Linked DNA regions of Arachis hypogaea: region 2 is linked to region 1. The links are chromatin contacts, called in public Hi-C maps. All regions are on one chromosome and are shown on one strand. The core of a region is the stretch at or near the end of the contact, and the rest is flanking DNA. Distances in the headings are between cores, read along the strand shown.

Evidence for each region. A called contact is a pair of places that touch in the nucleus more often than the background predicts.
Region 2: a contact with region 1 is called in a Hi-C map of an unstated tissue, with 2.5 times the contacts expected there. The contact joins the enhancer-like site here to the promoter of LOC140182154 in region 1. A contact is called at or near these places in 2 of 8 Hi-C or Micro-C datasets (leaf and an unstated tissue).

What each region holds. Positions count from the first base shown.
Region 1 is chr19:15,025,423-15,030,147 of arahy.Tifrunner.gnm2.J5K5, forward strand. It overlaps LOC140182154 (serine/threonine-protein phosphatase 7 long form homolog), which reads right to left and starts at 1,620. Exons shown (of 3, transcript XM_072228280.1): 1 at 1,565-1,620; 2 at 1,382-1,472; 3 at 1,010-1,282. The coding sequence starts at 1,620. The coding sequence ends at 1,010. LOC140182153 reads left to right here. Exons shown (of 2, transcript XM_072228279.1): 1 at 1-459; 2 at 860-983. The coding sequence ends at 983. LOC112779361 (dimethylnonatriene synthase) reads right to left here. Exons shown (of 2, transcript XM_025823599.3): 2 at 4,166-4,725. The coding sequence ends at 4,399.
Region 2 is chr19:15,132,539-15,137,088 of arahy.Tifrunner.gnm2.J5K5, forward strand. No RefSeq gene overlaps it. Among protein-coding and RNA genes, the nearest start is that of LOC112780026, 11 kb to the right of the region's middle. Within about 2 kb of position 2,748, at least 3 of the 3 cell types and tissues checked have open chromatin away from gene starts, as enhancers often do.

The DNA.
Region 1 (4,725 bases), core at 370-2,869:
TGAAGCTCTGCCTATATGGTTTGAAGTCATGTGTGCTAAGGAGCCATCAGCAGCCGTCCACTTTGAGACCATGCCTTGTTATCAGGGGGATGACTTGGTTCCTAATATTCGGGTGCTACATCGGGTTTTCTGGAGTTATTACCCTTGCATTAGAGCATTCAGGCACTGCAAACCAGTTGTACAGGTAGACGGGACTCATTTATATGGAAAATATAAGGGTTGTCTGTTGGTGGTAGTTTCACAGGATGGAAACAACAATATAGTGCCCATTGCATTTGCTATTGTCGAGGGTGAGACTTCTGATGCGTGGTATTTTTTCCTTAGTAATTTGCGACGACATGTGGTGACACGGGATGGTGTGGGCTTTATCTCTGATCGACACGATTCTATAAGTTCGGCCGTGGAACGCAATAATGGAGCTTGGTCGCCTCCGAGAGCTTTCCACATGTTCTGCATCAGGCATATAGAGTCTAATTTTTTGAGAAAATTTAAGGCACCATATCTCCAAAAGCTTATCGTCAACATAGGTAACTAAAATAAATACATAGTTTGCATGTTATAGTAACCGTCATTGTAATGGATGTCTTGTTTTTTCTGTGTCGCAGGATACTCTAGGACAGTGCGCGAATACTAGTTGCATTACGAACGTTTACGCGAGCGGGGTGAAGCATACACAAGGTGGCTGGACAGAATTCCTCGTGAACAGTATGCTTTGGCATTCGATGGTGGATATCGATGGGGTCACATGACTACAAATTTAGTGGAGGTGCATTAATTCGGTATTGAAGGGGGCGCTTAATCTCCCAGTCACTGCACTTGTAAAGGCAACATTTTACAGACTGAATGAGTTATTCACCAGGAAAAGGGCTGAAGCGGAGGCTCGAATTAATGCTGGTTATGTGTTTTCAGAGACCGTGACCTCTAAATTGCATGCAAATCAACGCGCAGCCGGGAACATTCAGGTTAATTTCACAGGCTCATGAATTAGGACATGACTATATCGGTTGGTCTACTGCATTATCCAAAATCTGTGTGTGACAGACCAATCCAAATTTTTGGGTCCGGTCAAAATCTTACCATGTTGGCCATCTAGAGACCTCTCCTGATGTGGCACACCCTGTACGAACCCAAATCGTCTCCTACACCTATCGGTTGCATACCACTCAAGAGTCTCAAACGATATCAATGGTATCGTTGCACTCCAAATTTCTGATTGACTACAGATGTCTTCTGGAATGACATCTGCCTCTATCCGATCAACGTCGTAAGCTTCCCAAACAAACTGGATTGGATAAAAAAATATTATTAAGCACTACATAATACGAAGGCATCAAGAAACATGTATATCCAGATGTTTCTATATCAATGGATGAGAATACACCTGACCTTCCTGAACTTCATCTAACAATCCCCTAAAATAAGCAACAGTATGATATCTATATTGCCAATTATGATGCTCCCAGTTACGCCATCTGTCAACATTTTTTTTATTACTAAAGTTTCAAACCAGATATTGCAATAGAAAGTAACACAATATTCAATCTCATTTAACAATTGATATTACCGGTTAGCCAGTGAAAAGAACCACGGGGTTCTAGAAATCGGGGCAAGAACCGGCATACGAATCCAAGCCCAAATATGCAACAATGTCAGTGGACCATCAATCTCTTTACAGTTAAATCGAGATGCTCTACACAATGCTCTGTACAAGTGTGCTAGGGATGTCGATCCTCATCTAATTTCGTGTATCTGTGAGAAGTCACGAAGCAATGGAAGAAATTTTCAGTAAACCGCTGACCCAGACTTATCAGCAAACAAGATTGACCCAAACAACAACAATATATGGCATTTAACGTACTTTTCCATGGCAACTCGATCATTCAAAATTAATATTTCTTTCACATTTTTAATCCAGGTCATCTTGATATAACTTCCTCTGCAATCACTGGTTCTCGGTGCAACTCCAAATTGATGTAAGCATTCAGATTCCATGGCTTCCTGACTAGTTATGGTTGTTCCTGTCACGGGTAGACCATTTATCGGAATACCTAGGATTAGAGCCATATTCTCCAACGTAACGGCGCACTCACCCGTCGGGAGATGGAAGGTATGAGTATCTGGATACCATCTCTCTACTAGAGCTGTTACCAAAGCTGACTGACCTTGGATCACTCCAACTTAGGATACATGATAAAATCCAATGGCTTGGACAAGAAGCTTAACAATCGGATTGTATAATCCCGATGAGTTCATGTGAACACACCTCAAAGTTTTTGTGCCCTACAAAATATAGACGAATAATTAACTCAAGTTATCTTTTGGTAGTTAATCATACATGAGTACAAAGACTTATAACTAACATTAAATATACACCCAAACAAAAAATAAATTAACCTCTATACTTAGTTGTCATTATCACTAAGCTTCTTATCAACAAAATGACCATTATTACTTATATTTTAACACAAAAACTAATTAATAATTATCTCCAATAACTTAATTATTTAAATTATGACAATAATTAGTTCAAATTGCTATCTATTTTGTTACAAGTATAGTTTATTCATTAAATTAAAAGTACTAATTTACATTCTCATACAACTCAAATGAATTTATAAGATTATTCACAAACTACACTCTATTAATATAATTATTAATATTTCTTAATCAACATTTCTAAATTTATAAAATAAATCTAATCAGGTGGTATCAATAATTTTAATCATTCCACTAAATTTTAATTACCATTCTACTAACAAATACAATTACTAAATCTATAAAATAAATTTAAGAATTCTAATTTATATTCTCCTACAATCTAAAATAATTAATATAATTATAGAGAAATTAAACTCTATTAATAGTGCTTAATTAAATTATTATGTCACTAACACTAAATAAAAACTACCAAAAATTCCAGCAACAACTGTCATCAATAAAACTACCCACTAAACTAAATTCTAATTACTATTTTACTCAAACAAATACAATTAATAAACCTATAAAACAAATCTAATCATATAATAACTAATATTCTACTAATTTTTTTTACCTACAAAATTATTATTATTATTATTATTATTATTATTATTATAAACGAACAAACTAATATTATAATATATATATATATATATATATATATATATAAAAGACTAAATTAACTATTATCAACAAACAATATATGTTTAACTACAATATATTTACTATAAATTACATCAAATCTACAATATAATTATTTTTCTATTTATATTAAAAAAAATTAACAAAAATACTTACATAATGAAGTTGGCTAAGATAGTTAATAATATAAAGTTCAGGACGATATATATATATATATATATAACCATTATCAACAAACAATATATGTTTAACTATAATATATTTACTATAAATTACATCAAATCTACAATATAATTATTTTTTTATTTATATTAAAAAAATTAACAAAAATACTTACATAATGAGGTTGGCTAAGATAGTTAATAATATGAAGTTCGATCTTTTTCTTTAATTTTTTTTTCTTAGGTATTGTGGTTTTTATTTATTGTAAATGTATGAATTTGGAGCTATGAAAGGTAAAAGATGAAGAAAGATTGCTGAAACTGAACCAAATGGAATTGAAAGGGATGAATGAAGAGAGAAGCAAGAGATACTCTCGTACAATTGCTATCAAGTCCCATTCACTCCATGTGCATGGGGCACAGGTGGTTACTGACCACAAATCCACAATACTGAGGCTCAAAATTGTAGAGTCCTCTTTTACCATTGATCATTGTTGATATAACCCTGCCCGTTAGATTGATGAAGAGTGAAATTTGAGCCTCAGATTTCGGGCATCATTGCATTCACCGTTCGATCTTTCGTTGATTTATTTTTGGCCATCCGATTGTCTCATAAGTGTGTTCCAGTTGTATTCAAATCTGAGGGTTTGATTTGAAGAAAACTAACCCTTCGATTTGTGGTGTTGTAAATCTGAGCTTTCGATTTATCTTTTGTCATTGTCTATATCCAAGGATTACACACAGAGTCTCAATAACGGTGAAAAACATTATTTCAGTCCCAATATACAAATTAAAAAGCGCATGTAATTTGGTAATAAATATCATCTAGCTTCAGATTTAAACTTTTAAAAATAAGCAATTATTTTCCAGTAAGCTTTTAAAAGTAATAAGCAACAGGATACTTTTGTCCTTTATTGATACCAGTAAGAGTAATACAACTACAATTTATTTCTCAAATGACCTCATTATTCTCCTGCATCCCTTATATTCTTACAAGACTACAATTGTAAATGTTCAGTCACCTTTTTCTTTGATACATAATTGTGAATATTCTTAAAATATATACTAGATATATTTTTAAAATACAGAATTATTTCTCTACTTCCCATACATGCATTCAAAGGCCTTCATATAGCTCCAAAGGAAGACGAGGTTTGAGAACAATATCAAGGGCATGTTTCTTAGGCAAGGCCACACCTAACCCTTCACTCATATCAACTTCAGCACCACCCTTTGTTGACATATCGAAACCCTGAATCAACCTAGCCAACGTCAAATGCACAACTTGCATTCCAAACGTCATGCCAGGGCACGACCTTCTTCCGGAGCTAAATGGTATAAACTCGAAGTCCTGACCGCGAAAATCGACCCCTGAACAAGCGTTAAGGAACCTCTCAGGCTCAAAAGCATTAGGATTAGACCATGTTTTGGGATCCCTATGGAG
Region 2 (4,550 bases), core at 1,498-3,997, 110 kb after region 1:
ATAAAAAATCAATAAATATTATAAATTTTAATATTTGTTCTTCTAACTTCTTTTCTACATATTTTATAGGATATATATTCAAATTTTTATATAAAATAATCATGAAAAATCAAAGAATTGATGTATTTTTTAAGAGGAAGGCTAATATTCAAGAAGGAGAACATATAACTTTTACAATATCAACACCTGTAGATAGTTCTTCTACTTTAATGAATCACGAAAAAAGCGAGATATAACCTTCAAAAGTTTAAAGAGTTGCATCCGATAAGTTTGACCTTAATTCTTTGGAACGAGACCCTGGAAAACGGCTTTAAATTTGGCAATATCACCCAAATCAGAGAGATGGGGTTAGACAAACTTATTTCTAATAGGTTCATATAAAAAATATCTTGACAATTATTTTTTATTTGCCCCCCAAAATTTTGTTTCAAGCTCCGCCACTGTTAAGAAGGACCTAATTAAAAAAAATTAAACCTTTATTTAGATTTAACAAAATTTACTATAATAGTAATAACAATAATAAATATGGATTAAAAATAAAAATAATAAGTTAGTTTATTAAAAGATTAAGATGATTCAAAGTTCAAACAAAATAAAATATATAAACTGAAGCCTTTTTTTGTAATTGTTAAAGATCGATAAAAAAAATAATTTTGGGGTGAGGTTTATCATTATCTTACTAAATTTAATTTTAATTAGTATAATTAGTCAATCAAAATTTTGAATTAACCACTTGCAGAAAATGCAAGGCTCCTGTACTTCTCCTGCAAAGAGTGTAGATTTTGTTCTTTTTTAAACACTTGTCAAGTTCTTTAATGAGCCAATTGTAAAAATTTTTTTCTTTTTATACCATAAAACTCACCAAAATTAAATATATAGAAAATTGACCTAAGAAAGATAAAAACAAATAAATATAAGATAAGAACAACTAAAGATAAGATAAGATAAAATAATAAAGACAAATTGTAATTGAATTTATGTTTTGTTAGACTGAATTTATGGATTATGAAATTTTTTTATTATTGTCATCGATTAAGGTGAAATAGTAGTTTAATAGAGTGAAATGACGGAATCGGGTTTTAATATGATGCGGCTCTGTGCGTAACTACTAAAGCTCAACGTAAGAGGCAGGCCGCTACAACCAACTGACCAAGTAGGACGTAATCGGCTTGAAGCTGATGGGCTTTTTTTAGTTGGCTTCACAGGATACTAACAATAAATACTAAATAGAAGTGGACCTATAAATGAAAATTGAATTTAGAGTATTTATTTTAGTTTTTTGGTGTTATAGATTGATGAAATATTCTATTTTTTTTAGAGTAGTGCTAGGGAGCCAATAGCCTAAAAAAAGCTAATTTTGAGTTCACCAATATTCAAACTCTTAACCTTCTGAATCTGGAACTCTAATACCATGTCCTGAAACCACTCATCCCAAAAGTGTAACTTGATAGAATAATGTAACACTAATAAGCATATTTCTAATACTTTCTAAACTTTCATTGTACACATTGTACGTTTAGGTAATTGGCTCCCTATACTTTCTCTTTTTTTTTTATTATTATGAGAGAGGTGTATGGAAAGAAATTATTAAACTTCACTAAAAAAGGAAATAATTAAAAGAAATTAAAGTTGGAAGGATGTGGACGTTGATGGTTGAATAACTAAAAAAATACAATGAAGGTAGTGCTGGATTAATATTTAATAATAATTTGGTTGAGAGTTGAGACAGAAGTCGGATTGGGAAAAATGGATTGAAATGAGAGACATATCAGTGCGTGATCGAACGCATGTTGGAATCTAATTTCAATTTGTTGGAATATTTCCTTTTTTAGTGCATTTTATTTCTCAACCTTTATTCACTCCCTTATTCAAAGGTCATTACTTATAGTTATATGCCAATTCCAAGTTACTGCTTGTTGCATAAATAACATAATTCACATGCAAAGACTGCAACGTCCTAACAGTTAGCTCATTTGCTAATGAGTTAGCTCAAATGACATAATCTTGGTCGTGGATTGGATTCTCTCTCCTAACTTTGAAAAAAATACAGTTAGTTTATTTAGTAAACTATAAACAACACACACAATTCAAAGGTTTGATGACTTTAAAATTGACTTCAGTTCAACAGTCGTTTCGTAAGGAACATATGAATCAATGCAAAATTATTCATCAATTACTCATTAAAATATTCAAACCAGTTCTCATAATTTCAGATCCAATTGTCCCTGACTCCCTCAACCGAAAATATCCTTCCATGCTACTTTTTAATACTGCATTTCCATATCGTACTATTAATTCGCACCAAATACTTAAGGTTGCACTTACAACGCCGACCAATAATTGAGCAAGCTATTCCCAAACGCTAAACCCCAATACTCTCCATCTTATGCTTCTAAGTTCTAACAATCTAACATTGCCTCAGTGTTCTTGCTTTATAAGTCGACAAGGGAAAGCATCAACAAATTCAATATACAACATTCCGCCTCTCACAATTTGATCATTAGTTTTCGTTTTTTTTTTTTTTTGGGTCAGGCAATTCTAAATTCTTTTTTGTGTAACAACTAACTCATAAGGTCACATTTTCTTCCCTCCAATGTCCAACAAAAATATTCTCTTACAAATTCCACCAGACAAAAATAAATTAGCAACCCAAAAATAATTTCGCATACTACTTGTAAAACTGGCCCACACCAGTATGACCCACTCAACCTAAACTTTATCCACCCATGGCTTTTTCCAGCATTCTGTTAAACAACTGCGTTGCTCTATCCAAAAAATTGCGTTGCAGGCTCGTCGCTTAGCCAACCTTTTTGTGGACTTAAGCCAAGGACATGTAGCACCACTTGAAGAGTTGTCTGTTTTGGATAACGGATTCACGGGTCATCCCCACACCGTACATTCCACGTTCAAATGGTTATGTCAAAATAACTCCTTTCAATTGCAGTCATTCTTAATTTTATATCAATATATCAACGCTTCTTATTTACTGAATATCGGTATACCAGTTAAGGACACTAATATACTTGAAAGCCATCCTAAAAGCTAAGGTATACCCGTTTGAGCTTTGTCTCTTGCGCTTTATAATTTAATTAAGAGAAAATTATACTCTCCTCTTTTGAAAGATGCTAAAATGACACTACTTTTTTTTTTTTTATAAAATGTATATTCTCCACCCTTATAACTTTTAAAAAACTCCTTCTTTAATCTATTTTAAATTTTTTGTGTTAACTAATGTTAACTTTATCTATTTTTTTAAGAAAAAATAAATTATTTTTTACAAAAAATACCCTTTAACAAAAATTTTATTTTTTTGTTATTAAATTTTGCTTACCAAAATATTTTTTAATAAATTATTTTTTTATTGATGAAATTATACTTTTACCAAAATATTTTTTTAAAAAATTAATAATTAAATTATTTTTTTCTAAAATACCCTTCAATAATTTTTTAATTATTAAATTGTGATTTTACCAAAATTTTTGTTAATAATTATAGTTATATTTTACTATTAATTTTTTGATATCAATATATATTAATTTTTATACATATTAACAGTAGTAAGATTTTTTATTTAATGTTAAAATAATATATATTTATATCAAAAAATTAATAATAAAATATAAAAATAATTGTTAACGAAAATTTTGGTAAAATCATAATTTAGTAATTAAAAAATTATTAAAGGGTATCTTAAAAAAAATAATTTAATTATTAAATTTCTTTTAAAAATATTTTGGTAAAAATACAATTTAATGAACAAAAAAATAATTTATTAAAAGGTATTTTGGTAAACAAAATTTAATGACAAAAAAATAAAATTTTTTCTAAAGGGTATTTTTGTAAAAAAATAATTTATTTTTTCTTAAAAAATGGATGAAGTTAACGTTAGTTAACACAAAAAATTTAAAATGGATTAAAGATAAAGTTTATTAAAAATTATAAGGGATCGTAGGAGAATGCACATTTTACGAATAGGAAAAAAATATATCATTTTAACATCTTTTAAGAGAGAAAAGTAAAATTTTCTCTTTAACAAAACATTCCTTTTATTATATCAAATTTTAATTATACTATCCAATTTTTATAATTTTATTAAATTTTTAATTAAATCTTTTTGACAGACATATAACACAAGAGATACATACAAAATAATTATTTTCTTTTTCAAGTGAAAAACAAAAATAATTAATATTTACTGAAATGTCACTAATATATATAACACCGCAATCAATTTAGGTTGATTAAATAAGTATTAAAAATTTGAATTTAATTTTGTACATGTATTAATTTAATGTCCAATAAATCAGTAACTAATTTTAAATACAGTTCAAATCCACAACGAATTAGTTTTTTACCTATAGAATTAGGCGGAAGGCTTCTTTCATGTCAATGTGTTCATTCATTGGCACATCCAAATTAAACCCTTGAAGTAAAGTCTCAAGTGATGACTTTCATCATCAAGCTCTTTTTAGCTCCAACCATACTAGCAATTAAGAATTAACTAAAGCATACATGCGGTTGTGAATAAATAAGCTTTATCCAAGTATTGA